2 separate regions of the Sus scrofa genome follow, and region 1 is linked to region 2. The links are chromatin contacts, called in public HiChIP or PLAC-seq maps. All regions are on one chromosome and are shown on one strand. The core of a region is the stretch at or near the end of the contact, and the rest is flanking DNA. Distances in the headings are between cores, read along the strand shown.

Region 1 (6,612 bases), core at 3,093-5,592, 140 kb after region 2:
AGTTATAGAAATTAAGAAGGAATTAGTAAATCAGTTAGTGAAGTATTTGATGGGAATATGGTTGGGACAGAGATATACAGCAGAGAAAGCACAACTTTCTATTTATCAGTAACTTTCTTAAAATATATCAATTTCAAGTATCAAGCATCTATATCTGATATACAGTTGAGCTAAACTCACTGAGTTTCAAAATCATGGTACTAGATGGGAACTTAAAGATGTCTGGGCAATTCCAGAATTTACCTCTATAGTAATACCTGACCCCACCCAGATTTATCAGTCACAAACAACCTCAAAACCAACACCTCACCCAGATAACGTACTGTTAGAAGTTATGGGATAAATAAATGTTAGAGCTGGGTAAGCAGTAGAGATCACCCAGTCAAACACCTTACTTGCCATAAGGAATGCTGACAGAAATAAAGATCCAAAGACTGTGTCATACCTGGAGGCTGATAGTACGTGGGACAGCAATACAGATACCCTCCCACAAGCCCCTCCCTCAGGAATCAAAAAGACTCCTAAGGTTGTAACAGGAGTATGAAAATAACATATATAGTTTTTTTTTTCAGGCTTTTTGAAAAATGTTTATTGTTATTTATTGAAACAAGTTCCCAGAGCAAAGCTTCTTCACTAACATTCCTAGTCTTTGTTGTTAAATTATAAGTTAGGAATGAAAATCCGCTTACTCCAAACTGGTGGGTATATATGGTTTGTTTTGAATATCAGTGGCTATACCTGAGACTCTCCTTTGAAATTCTCCTTTCTCTTTGCTCCTGAGAAGTTCTCGCCCTCCCTTTCTGGCAGCTTCTCTTCCCACTCAAGGCCTCCTAACTGGTCTTGTCTTTCTCCAGTCCTCTTTGCCCACTGTTCCCAGAGTAATCTTCCTGAAAAGCAAAATGACTCATTAAGGAAAAAATGAATTAAAAAAAAATAAACTCTTGGAATACTGTACTAAAATCCCCATGACTACTTCTCTAACTTATCTTTGTCCATTACTGAACCCAAATTTAGTATTCTTATCTGCTTGATATGACTTATGGTTCTCCAACTGGCAACAGCACATGTTTCTATCTCACATGTCACACCCCCCCCATTCCTCACCTGGTTAACTCTTCAATCCATCCTTGGAACTCAGGACTGGCATTCTCTCTTTCAGAAGGCTTTCCCAGATAGCTCTTAGGCTGTGGTTAATGACATCTTTCCTGTCCCCCATCTCTGCCTTGTGCTGACAGTGCATCTCCATCTACTGCCTGGCTTTAGTGGAAACGTACATACGTACTCTACTATAACTGCCTTCCTCATTGGACTATGAGCTTGTTGAAAGCCAAAGTTATTTCATTTGTTGTACTCAGCACCAGACACATAGCAGGTGTTCAATATATGTTTATTCACATGAAAAGAAAATTATTATAATCAGTAGAATGTAAACTCTTTGAGAGCAGGTGGGAACTTTTAACTACCTTGCTCATTGCTAAATCTCCATCATTTAGTGCAGTGCCTGGTAAAGAATCAATTAGGTGATCAACACAGAGTTATCTAACTCGTGGTCTCGCACTCAAACTAAAATAATCTACGAGGTTCTTCTTATTCTTCCGGATCTACAGGTGAGGAAATTAAGGTCCAAGAAAGATTAGGTGATGTGCCAGGGGTTATGCCTTGTATGTAGTGGAATGGAGATGGGAATCCTTGTTTTCTTTTTTCTTTTTTGTCTTTTGTCTTTTTAGGCCACACCCGTGGCATATGGAGGTTCCCAGTCTAGGTGTCGAATTGGAGCTGCAACTGGCTGCCAGCCTACACCACAGCCACAGCAACGCAGGATGCAAGACGCATATGCGACCTACACCACAGCTCATGGCAATGCCAGCTCCTTAACCCACTGAGCGAGGCCAGGGATTGAACCTGCCTCCTCATGGATACTAGTCGGGTTCGTTAACTGCTGAGCCACGATGGGATCTCCATGAATCACTCCTTGTTTTCTAATTTCCATCAAGGAGTAATATTGCTTATAGTCACATACATGTCACATAAAGTCCCCAGTCCAGATGTCTGATTACACTTGGCTCTGTTTCCTTGGACAAAAATCCTCCCTCCTCTTACACTTAGTTCCAAAAGCTTCTCCTCTTACTGTCTCTTCTCTCCAGTGTCAGCTCAGGCAGACATTTCAGTTTGAACCAGTCTGCCCTCCAAGCTCAGACTAAACAAAGAAGCAAAAAAAAAAAAAAAAATCAGCATTTTGTGCCTTCAGTAACTTTGTTAAAGATTGGAAGGAGTGGGGAATTTGTAGGGTGAAATTACTCTGTAGACCAAGTCAACCCCTTTCTGTTACACACATGCACACACACATCCACCATATATATTCCCTCCCACTGGAGCAACCAGCATCGTCTTCCCCTTTTCTGTGTGGAAGAGGCCACAGTTTAGTTCTGCTCAAACTAGGGCTCCTTAAAGTCTTAGCTTCTGTAGTAAGTAGCCTTGCCAAACATTTCTCACATTCTCGCTGAAAGAAAATCTGGCAGATACAGTTATGAGGAATACAGTATGATTGCAATTTCAGAAGTTTTAGCTTTTGAAAGCAAGAGGTCTATTCCTGCAAACGTCTAATTGGGCAGTCCTTCTCTTCAGGCCTGACATATTATGGGAGCATATGCCTGTGTCGAATTTTAATACTTAGATTGTTTTAGATAAGAATAATCATCAGAGGTGCAAATATTCTTTAAATTATTAATTTTATTTTACCAATAAAATGGCTGAAGATAATGGTCTCACTGACTTCAGCCTTCCCTCCTTCAATCCATTTATTGCAGAGCCCTAGAATTTGCCATCTCAATAAAACCTGATCCTAAATCACACAGTACCATGAATCACTTATCAAGGCTCCTCCTCTTAAAGATTCAGCCCAAAGCCCTGACTTGGAAATGCCTGACAAGACTTCCATGACCAGAGTCTGCAGATTTCTCTAGCCTCTTTCCCCCTGAGCAAGACTCCATGGGAGGTCCTTTCCCTACACACACACACAGCCTTTGACCTCAGGCCCATGTGCTCGTTCATATTGTTTCTCTTAAAAAATCTTCTCACCCTCATCACTTGTTTCATTTTTTAGGACTTAGCCCCTTCCCACTCCACCTCTGATTTAAATTGCCTTCTGTTATTCTCCCATAGTGTACACGCTTCCTTCTTTCGCAATACTTTCTACAGTAGAGTATGCTAAAACCAACTATACCCGGGACACTAGGCTTTCCTTGGATAAGGGACACATTCTTTAATGTGTCTTGTTTTTGCAGACTCTGACTCTGATAAGGTGCATGGTACATATCTGGTGTTAAATGTTCCTGAAATTACTGAAGATACTAGAAGTCAATACAACCCAATCTTATGTTTATTTCATTAACATAATTCTATTGGAGCCTTCAGCAGCCCCAGGGGAAAAAAAAATCAAAGATAGTCAGAAGACAAGGAAAAAACTCACAAAAATATGTACACCTTTCCTTTGGAGGTTTTTTGAAGTAGTAAGTGAAACTTTATGTATTTCCTATGATTTCAAAACAAGAACCTGACGCCGGAACTACACTTGGAAATGAGAGTAGCTTGCCACTGGCAAGCTCTGCTTAAACCTGTTACACATACACATTGAAAGTGAATCCAACTCCTTCATGTATTTCCCATCAGATAAAATGTATAGAGAGAAAAAAAAAAAAAGTCAACAAAAGTTAGAGCTAAAGTGCACAAATCCTTGATGTAGTAAATTCAGGCAGTGACAGCTCAAAGCAATACATGGTGGAATGGAAATCGTTTTCCTCCAGTCCTACCTGTTTGATAAAGGGTTGTTGTTTTCCATTTAATTTTAGGAAAAGTATGAATCAGCCATCAGCGTTCGTATTTATATTTTTGAATTAAGTGGAAGCAAATGGTATCCAAAGTAAGTGACATTTTGTTTTGACTGGTTCTCTTCATTTACACCAATAGGTCTGTGTAGGGGTTATGACAACTTTATACAGACCTATAATCAGTCAACTGCTGGCAGAGAAACTGACATCCACACAGTCACACATCACATAGAGTGGATCCTTTTACCTCAATGGTCACCATCGCTGTAAGCTGTGAGTAAGGGTAAACGGCTGAACGTTTCAGAAGAAAACAACCTCAGCCTCCAGCTCACTGTTGTGGCTCTGAGGTGATTGCTTTTTTTCCTTTTCGAGAGGAAGCTGCTGCTTCAGCATCTTCCCTTGGAGCCCCTGGCACCATTTCAGGCCATGTGTCAGGGGAACCCTTGATCGCATCACAATGACGGAAGCCAAGTGCTGGCCTGCAAGAATTGAGGACTGTTTGTTCACAGAAGATCCTGAGCAGAATCACGGGTGTTACATAGTTCAAGGGGGCCTTGAAGGAAACCAATGCTACCGTAGGAGGGGACTTGCAACGGCTCAAGTTATTTCTCAGTTGCTCTTCCATCGTCCTCTCCTGGCTTTTGTGGAATTTAGCCAACAGTGGTTGATTAGGCAGTTTCTCCCTGTAGTTCCTTGACCTAGAAAGATTTTGGACAGGGAAATAGAAGAGTTTTCATATATTTTCAGGTAGTGCCATAGTGACTACTGCTCTCCAGGGAGAAAAGTATTTTATTAATGAATGCAGTGTAAGTTCTTGGTAAAACCCAAAATTAAACCAGCTCACTGTTTTTGTCCTGCAAGTATCGGTGACATTTAGGTGTGTTGTTTGGTGTGATGACTCAATTTCCTGTAGGATAGCTGGCAATTCCACATCGAGGCTTTTTTAGAAGGGATGAAAAGGTCAGTTACTCAATGTCTCAGAACATTTGGGGTTAAAATTCCTAAAAGTTAAGCTTTAAAACTGACTGAAAAACTGTGGCTAGCCATGTTGCTTATAAACCTAGGAATTTGGTGAAAGTAGAATATTCAGCTCTACGCTAATATCAACAGTAATTCTTTATTTGAGCAACAGTTTTATAGAACAAACTGTTCTTTGCTCTGTAGTTAGTAATTATTTTCTTACTTGTTGGTATGTAAATGTGCTCTGGTCATTTTTTTTTCTTTTTTCTTTTTTCTTTCTCCAGACTCATGCAGAAGTAGTTAGAGTTTAAAATAGATACACAGACTACATTTTTTTAAGCTGTTTTTTGGGGGGAGAGGGCTTTTTTTCTTTTTTTTTTTTTTTTGGCTTTTTGCCATTTCTTGGGCTGCTCCCCCAGCATATGGAGGTTCCCAGGCTAGGAGTCAAATTGGAGCTGTAGCGACCGGCCTACGCCAGAGCCACAGCAACGCGGGATCCGAGCCGCGTCTGCGACCTACCCCACAGCTCATGGCAATGCCGGATCGTTAACCCACTGAGCAAGGGCAGGGATCGAACCCCTGGTGCTCAGACTTTGGAAAAGTTGGAGAGCAGGGGAGAGGAATGTAGAACACTAAGCCATTGAGGTGTGGAGAGGGGATTCCTGTCTTCTGGATATAACCAGTGACTGGCAAGATGGCAGTGAGTAATCCTAGATACAGGAGTTATGCATCTTCAACCCACTGGATATGCTAACTATGGGTGGTTCAAATCACCTAAAATAAGTTAATTTTCTTTTAAAAATTCCTACATCCTGATTTTATACCACTAGAGGGAAGAAAAAGGCCAAAACAAAACCAATAGTACCTATACTACCATCCCAACTAGGTAATGCTGTAGTTGCTTATGGCAGATGTTAAGTAAAATGAAAACGTGTTATGGTCATAGGCTTAATTGTTATGTGTGATCTTTAGGGTATGGGATTACAAGGAACTTTCTTTGTTACAACTTTGTGTAATGTTTCAAATTTTATAACAAGCCCGTTATATTTTTATATTCCTATACTCAAAGGAAAGGCTATACAGATATTTTATACTTATGATTTATGAGGCTCTTCCTCTCTTGTTGGGAAAGCTCCAGTCTTACACTTTAGTTCACTCGGCAGGGTTTAGGCAGTTTTTTGTTCACCTGAAGTATACTTTACAGAGATTGGTACAGAAAAAAAAAAAAAAAAGTGGAATAAAAGACAATTTTTAACCTAGAATTCTCAAAGTGAATAGCAAATAGTTCAAGAATCATTGATAACAGTGAGCCACATGGCCCATGTAACAAATATTTTGAAAGTTATTCTAACTTTTACAAATTTTATATAAAAACCTCTCTGAAAAATCCCAGAAGCCTGAGATTCTGTCCATGAAATTTTTGGTTGTGCCGCTGATCATTTATGGAGTCTAAATTTCAAGCATAGAATCTCTTCTCCAATACCTGTAGATTTGATTCGAAGACAAAGAAGAAGAATCTCACCAACTTCATGTAAGCTCTTCAATGCATTCTTTCTAATTGACAATAATAAAGTTTTGTAAAACGACTCTAGAGAGTTTGGATTTTTACCCCTCTGTAAGGTATGCTCATCTGCATGTAATACAGTGACTTTCTCTGCAATTGATCCCTTACTGTAGAACTGCCCCAGGGTCAGCTTTTGTAAATAGAAACTGCTTCCATAACATGCCTTTGGATGTGGTGTTTTCATCTTCTCCCCTTTGTAAGCTTTATTCTGTGCATAATGACAACAGATACTCTTTCCCTTGACTTCCCAATACCATCCTG
Region 2 (7,427 bases), core at 4,748-7,247:
AGCGAAATTTCTAGAAAATAAAATACTTGATGAATTTTGTGTTGTTATCAGTAAGGATTCTTGCATCTCCAAAATGTCGTAATTGGCATTGTTTTTTAAAAAAATGCATAATGGGGAGTTCCCGTCGTGGCGCAGTGGTTAACGAATCCGACTAGGAACTGTGAGGTTGCGGTTCGGTCCCTGCCCTTGCTCAGTGGGTTAATGATCCGGCGTTGCCGTGAGCTGTGGTGTAGGTTGCAGACGCGGCTTGGATTCCCCATTGCTGTGGCTCTGGTGTAGGCTGGCAGCTACAGTTCCAATTAGACCCCTAGCCTGGGAACCTCCATATGCCGCGGGAGTGGTCCAAGAAATGGCAAAAAGACAAAAAAAAAAAGCATAATGGCAGCATTTGGATAGCAGGATTATGTAAGACACTTCCACTTTTAAAATTTTTTTATTGCTACAATTTAAACCAAAAATTTAAATGAGTCCATAAATAACAAAATACATAGTGCTCTTTTTCATTAATGCAGGCAATTAAAAGTAGAATACAACCACAATCCCTTTCAGAAGGTTAATGTCTCATTTGCTTAGGGTTTTGCTGGAGGTCATGAATTCTTTCTGATATTTATATTTCTGTGTTCAAAAATGTTGTATGTTTTCGTCATATTTTGTGACGGCAAAATCTTATAAAGCTAAGGATTTTAATTGGTTACTATTGGGAACCCATTACTTTATGTCTAAGAACTGAGAGCTGGATAGACAGAATAAATCAGGCAAAATAATCTGTAAATACCCATTATCAAGTGTAGAAGCCATCATTCCAACTTGAGTTTATTTAGGTAGCTTTTCTTGCTTTTAACTAAAATCTCTAGGTATTGGTGTAAGAAAAATGTATGTAAATATATAGTAAAATGTGAAAGAAATATTCTGAGTGTGATATTCTTTATCTTCTTACTTTAAGTAGTATTTATGCATCTCCAGCTAGTTGATCAATGCATTTGACTTGGATTTTGCTCTCAGCACTCTTAAGTTCTAAGGCAATCTTGTCTTCTCATAACTAGACATTTTCTGTAGTGTACTTAAAATCTCCAAAAAACTGATAGAATTTCAGTTTACTGAGAAATGCATATGTAAAATATCATGTAGTCTGTGTTAGTAAGCTATTTAATTAAATAAATGTGTACTTAAAATCCTTGAAATTGGAACTTTGAATAAAAACCAACTCTGGAATTTGTGTGTGTGGTGTGTGTGTATACACACACTTGAAAATAATCCTGGAATCTATTTAGAAGAGTTTGCCTATGATTAGCTTAATGACTCAACAACTTATAGAATGTGGTTATTGTCCCAGAGGCTACAGATTTTTTTAAGTGACTTTATCACAGTTTTCACAAATGGCCTTTTCCTAGGGTATATGGTCTAGAAAGCTATACCAGAATTTGAAAGAAGGAAGGAAGGAAGGAAGGTGGGAAGGAAGGAAGGAAGGAGAAAGAGAGAGAGAGAGAGAGAGAGAGAGAGAAAGAGAGAAAGAGAGAAAGACAGAAAGAAAGAAAGAAAGAAAGAAAGAAAGAAAGAAAGAAAGAAAAAGAAAGAGAAAAAAGCTTGTTAAACCCTGAAAGAAAGAAAGAAAGAAAGAAAGAAAGAAAGAAAGAAAGAAAGAAAGAAAGAAAGAAAGAAAGAAAGAAAGAAAGAAAAAGAAAGAGAAAAAAGCTTGTTAAACCCTGAACAGTTTTGCTAATGATGGAGCATCTTTGGGGAAGCCGGTAAGAAAGAAGGTCCAGTTAGTGGCAGTTTGTGTATAGCCTTCTCTTAAGCCTGATTGGATACCACTAGCTTATTTTGTTGGCCTAGGCAATAAGTCCTCAATTTTTTAATACAGGATAGAATAGTCACCATTTAATGCTAAATATTATAATGCCTGAACCATAAGGTATTTATGTCCCTTGATGTGATACCGACCTTATTTGGTCACATATACCATGGCCCTTTTCACCAATGGAAAGAAAACAGTAGATATTAGGTCACTAGGGAAATGTTCAAATAGACCAAGGAATTTCCCCCTTTCCCCAGCCTGTTTTGAGGTTGGGAATTTCACACTAGATTCTTCCAGTGAAAAAGCTATACTGCTTTCAAAATAGAATCTTTTGCATGAAACATTTAGAAAAGAAATAGAAGCAAAAGGAAGAAAAAGAAAATTTCCTGTAATTCCAACTCCCCAAATAACTGCTGTTGACATTTTACTTTCTATCCCTTTAGATTTATTTTTCTGTGTGTATTGTCCTTCCCATAAATCTTAAAAATGGGCCTCCCACTCTTTAAAGTTGTCAGTCTCTTTTCAATCCCATCTTATCTTCTGCCTCTTCTTGCAAACTCATTTCTTTATGCCTGGGTGTATCTCCAAGACCTGAAAGGATCCCTCCCTGTTGTTTCCCAGTCTTGGTTTCCTGGGAAGCTAGGGGAATAAAATATTAACTTATAAGAGAATTTAAGAAGACCTGCAAGGTCGTATTCCACTTTGATGGACAGGGCTGATACCTGCAACATGGTGCATAGATATAACCCACCAGAGCCCTCCACTTTTTGTCCCCAAGCCACACAGTGTCGGGGTTAGACATTCTTGCTGCTGAACCTAAACTCTTTCCCACTTCCAGTTTCTTATGGTTTCCCCTGTATGTTCAGAATCCTTTTGATCCCCAGGAAGATAACCTCTCTAAATGTTTTCTTTGTTTCCATTTAAAAATAAATATCGCTCCCATTTTTTGAAATCTTTTGGTGTGGGTATTCCATTAGGCTAAGCGTTGTCAAAAATGAATCTTAATGCCTTACCCTGTGATGATGCTCAGCGGGTGGCCTTTTTCTCCCAAGGGTGAGGAGTCACAATTTGGCCAGAGTTCTGTGGGGACCAAAGGTAGACCAAGGAGGCACAACACGTAGGGAACCCTGCTTTGTAGTGAGGTGCCTCTGACCCCACCTTTCCCATTATTTGTGATAGGACTACCTTGTAAAACTCAAAAAGTCAACCAGAATTCTCACCTGGAGGTGCACAATATTCAAAGAAGTAAACATCTTTAAGTAAAGAAAAGACAGGAAATATCCAGATATTATCTTGGATCCCTGGAAAGACCTCATGTCATTCAGACTAGAAGATATGCCTGATTTAAAAATAGAGGGTAAGAACAGCCAAGTCATCTTATCTTTACTCTTACCAAAATACAGCCTCTGGGATAATTTTAGGGAAAATGTAGTGGTTATTAACTCTGTAAAACAGTACTATTCCATGGTAATTGGACATTGTCAGTTTTTTTAAAGACCTTTTATGTCTCTTCCCCATTTCTCCCAGAAACGGCAATCTTGTGGTCTTATCACTGCATCCAGTAGGTTCTCGTTACCGCATTAGAAAGGAAGTCACAACATTTCTGTTGCTTCTACTTGTTAGGTTTTTTTCAATCGTTCATTAAAATAAATCTCAGTAGTATGTTCTAGGGATCTTAGTACTTTTTAGTTTGAACTATATGAAACTATCAAGTCAATCTTTGTTGACATATAAAAAGAGCAATTTCATATTGTTTAACCAAAACATAACATGGAAAGATGTTTCCATGTTTCCATATAATGACCTTTCTATCTTGTGTATAATCATTATTTGTCTCCAGTTTATTTTTTTTCTGGCGGTAAAACCAAGACAAGAAATTCTCCCTCCTTGCCCTACCCACCCCAAGGTCTGTGACAACTCATGGTCTGTGTTTTGGTGCCATCTAGTGGCGTAAAGTGTGGTTAGCATGAAAAAGAATCCTCAAAACTCTGCTTTTTAAGTGGGAATTTTTAACTTGAATGTTATTGCCACATCTTTTTATTAAAGCAATCTCTTTAAATATTTTCAAATAGTTACTGTTATATAAGTGTATATTTCTTTTTGGCTTGTATGTTCAAATGTTTAACTTTTTAATGAAGTCCACATTTCCCTGCCATTTTCAGTGAATCTTATTGGTTAATAAATGTTTAGAAATACCTAAGAAAGTCTGAGATTAGTGTGTGCAAATAGCATTTAATCCCTTTCATGCTCAAGTACATTTCTGTACAAAAATTTTCCATGACATTGTAATAATTTCTTTCCTAAAGTGTATTATTTTTCATCATTCCCAATGTATTTTAACCTTGACTGATTATACTTTTGCTTGGAGGGGCAGAAGAGAAAGAAATGACCTTCATTTTCTAACCATTGAACTGTGTGGGAGAAAACCTCAGGGAACTTTTTGATTAGCAAGCATTAAAGAGTGGAGAAAATTGTAGGAGCAATAGAGCCCAGACTCTAGCTCTTAAAGGATTGAATTCAAGGGAAGTGAGAGTGGCCCTGTAACAAAAACAAAGCATAATTGAACTTTAACTCAGGGCCTTATGTAAAACTGCCTCTAGTTCTCCACCACCTGCAGTAGCAGATGCCTCACCCTATGTCCAGCAGTGCAGGTGAGAGCAGGAAAGGCTAACATAGTGTCTTCATGATATGGACACCCAGGATCATCCCACTAGGCCTAGGACAACACCCTCCTTACAACATTTGTTTGGGACTTTTATTTACACTTCTGTTTGTACCATCTGTGTCATGGTGCAGAAGATCAAGTTAATACTTAATAAAGCCTTTATCAAATATTATTTGTCCCCACAAAAACAATAATGTAATACTTGCACATATAGGGGATGATGTATCTACAAGGGTACTTACTGCAGCAGTGTGTATAAAAATAAAATTTAGGAGACAATCTAAAAGCCCGTGAGTCGAGGGGATAAGCAGCTGAATGGAGGAGAGGCTCAAACAGAGAAACCTATTTTCACGTTTCATTGTGAAATATTTCATCCATATAAGAGAAGATCTCTAGAGACTTTCTAAAAGATAAAGAACAATACTAAAATCAACAGTTTAAGAAATAGAACAGTGCCAATATTTTAATGCCTCCAAGGGTCCCCCAGTTTTATCTGTTGGCCTCTTCTCAGAAATAACAATAATTTTGATTATTTTCTTTGTTATTGAGAGAGACAATTTACTTTTAAATGTGTACCATGTAAAGATATAGATTATGCAAATAAGTACAAAATAAAAATGTAATTTAAAAACCAAAATGAAATCCTCTAATTTAATATCTTTATTATATCTGAGGCAAAAACCTTTATACAGAAAAACAAGTGGAGTGTATCTTTCATGAAGTAATGCTTTCTTTCAAATGAGCACAGATCATGAGTTACCTACGGTCCTATTGCTGTTTGCCCAACTGTCAGATGCACTTACCTTAATTTATTAAAACAAAATTCTCAGAATTCTGAGGTTAAATTTTAGCCTAGAATAAGGATTGATGGGGGGCAATAACCTTAAAATGTTTTGTTAGTGTACTTAATATTCAATTCTTAAAGTCTAAATTCAGCCTGCATGATTTAATGACAGTGGGTCATTTGTCAGATTTCTTTCTGGATCATTCAAGATTTCATGCCTGATAAAAGACAGCATGGTTTGATGTCAGCAGTTGGCCAGTCGAATCCTCCGTCATAGGCAGGGTGACCTTTTGGCACTGTGAGCTGTTTATATGTGATAATGGACCAGATTTTTCCAGGGAGTGAGTTAATCATGGTTGGCACCTTACAAAACACCATTAACTCCTTCAGGGATAGTGCTGTAGGTCACTGTCCTGGGCATAAACAGGACCCCAGTGACCTACAAGAAGGAATGCCAGTTTAAAAAATGTCTGAGACGTTTTTGTCTTAGAACAAAATTTAGGCTGATTTTAGTCTCGGTCAGCATCCAGTGAAAAAAAATTCTGGGAACAGACCTGGAGCCCTGGTAACATTATAAATTTGCCCCCCATCTCTTGCATATTGTCATTAGGAGACATTAAGTAGATTCCCGGCATACATGCCCAATCATTAGTCAAATGGAATGTTGCCTTGTTGGGCTAATAGTCCCTGAGCGCCTTGTGTTTGCCAGACACTGTTCTGGACACCTTACCTGTCATCTCATCGCATTTTCACAACAGCCCTTGAGGTAGACGGCACTCTCCTGCTTGCCAGATGAGTAACTAAGCTTCAGATAAACGATGGAACTTGTCTGAGTTCACATGTTGACTGTAACAGAGCCAGGCCATCTGGGCTGTGATGTGGTATCTACAAAGGCATCTGAAATCTAAGTTTGAGAGAAACTTAACATTCCCATTGTCACCCAGAGGGCCTTTGACCTTAGCAACTCTAGGCTACACCCTGAGGGGAAACTTGCCCATTCTAGGAGAAAGTGGGAGGAGATGGTGCTCCCTAACTTCTGATTGTTTTGCCACTGTCCAGCTTCACTAGAATTAGAAAAAAAGGAAGAGCTATCAGAAATAGTGGGGCCTACTGGTCCTGCCTTGTGTGTGTGGATTATGTTGTGTCTCAGTAATCATTTATTCAACAAAATTTTGTGTCTTTCATGGGCCAGGCACTGTGCACATTCAGGGCAGTCTCATTTTATTCGAGACCTTATAATTCATGAATCAGATAACCTTCACGAGGAAAGGAATCTCTGTGTATTAGCTAGAGTAGCCCTGTGGCAAAAGTGCAAAAACAATTTAAAATGTACATAGTTTGGAGTTCCCGTCATGGCTCAGCAGAAATGAATCTGACTAGCATACATGAGGAAGCAGGTTTGATCCCTGGCCTCGCTCAGTGAGTTAAGAATCTGGTGTTGCCATGAGCTGTGGTGTAGGTTGCAGATGCAGCTGGGATCTGGCATGGCTGTGGCTATGGCATAGGCCAGGGGGTACAGCTGCAATTTGACCCCTAGTCTGAGACCCTCCATATGCAGCAGTTGCAGCCCTAAAAAGACAAAAAAAAAAAAAAAAAAAAAAGGGTGTGGTTTGTGGATTTTAAGATTATGGCATTCTTGGTTTGAAGAGAACTTGGTAAGAGAACTGTTTTACATTTTGCCCTTAAAGTGAGACTTTATGAATATTTCATATTACATGATTTGAAATTTGCATAAAATGCAATAGCACTCTGTATATTGCCTGGGACATTGTTTTTTTGGTGGCTGAGGAATCCAGAAATACTGTGGCAGTTGCTGCTCCTGTCACCATATTCATAGACCATGAGGAGAAATAATCCAGAAAATCTTTTTAAGTTTGCCCTCTGTGGATTTCATATGGATACATGTAAATGTCACCAGATGCTGGGAGGTTCTTCAGTAGTATATGAAACTAAGTTGGAAGTGGTGTCAGGTTTTCACTGAACAAACCAATTTTTAAAGTCACCAAACCATTTCAAATTTCATTAAAGAGGCCCTCATTTCAAGAAGTTTAAAGACTCCTTTTTTGTTGTAGGTCTTGGCCAGCCTGCGAACTGTCCGAAACAACTTTGCTGCGTTGACTAATTTGCAAGACCGAGCACCTAGCAAGTAAGTTATTTTCTCCCACTCCTTCTGGCTGGACCTT

The links. HiChIP or PLAC-seq counts read pairs in DNA pulled down with a chosen protein or histone mark.
Region 1: a contact with region 2 is called in an H3K27ac HiChIP or PLAC-seq map of skeletal muscle. The contact joins two enhancer-like sites. A contact is called at or near these places in 12 of 47 Hi-C or Micro-C datasets (blood, embryonic fibroblasts, epiblast stem cells and 6 more) and 1 of 2 datasets of contacts at active chromatin or transcription factors (skeletal muscle).

Annotation. Positions count from the first base shown.
Region 1 is chr16:37,952,796-37,959,407 of Sscrofa11.1, reverse strand. All of the region lies in intron 9 of PDE4D (cAMP-specific 3',5'-cyclic phosphodiesterase 4D), which reads left to right. Among named protein-coding and RNA genes, the nearest start is that of RAB3C, 540 kb to the right of the region's middle. Within about 2 kb of position 4,342, at least 7 of the 83 cell types and tissues checked have an H3K27ac peak or open chromatin away from gene starts, as enhancers often do. A contact at or near this core is called in skeletal muscle, where this site is marked.
Region 2 is chr16:38,094,396-38,101,822 of Sscrofa11.1, reverse strand. PDE4D (cAMP-specific 3',5'-cyclic phosphodiesterase 4D) reads left to right here. Exons shown (of 19, transcript XM_021076868.1): 8 at 7,317-7,390. It overlaps LOC110257279 (a long non-coding RNA gene), which reads right to left and starts at 1,541. Exons shown (of 2, transcript XR_002339686.1): 1 at 1-1,541. Within about 2 kb of position 5,997, at least 1 of the 83 cell types and tissues checked has an H3K27ac peak or open chromatin away from gene starts, as enhancers often do. A contact at or near this core is called in skeletal muscle, where this site is marked.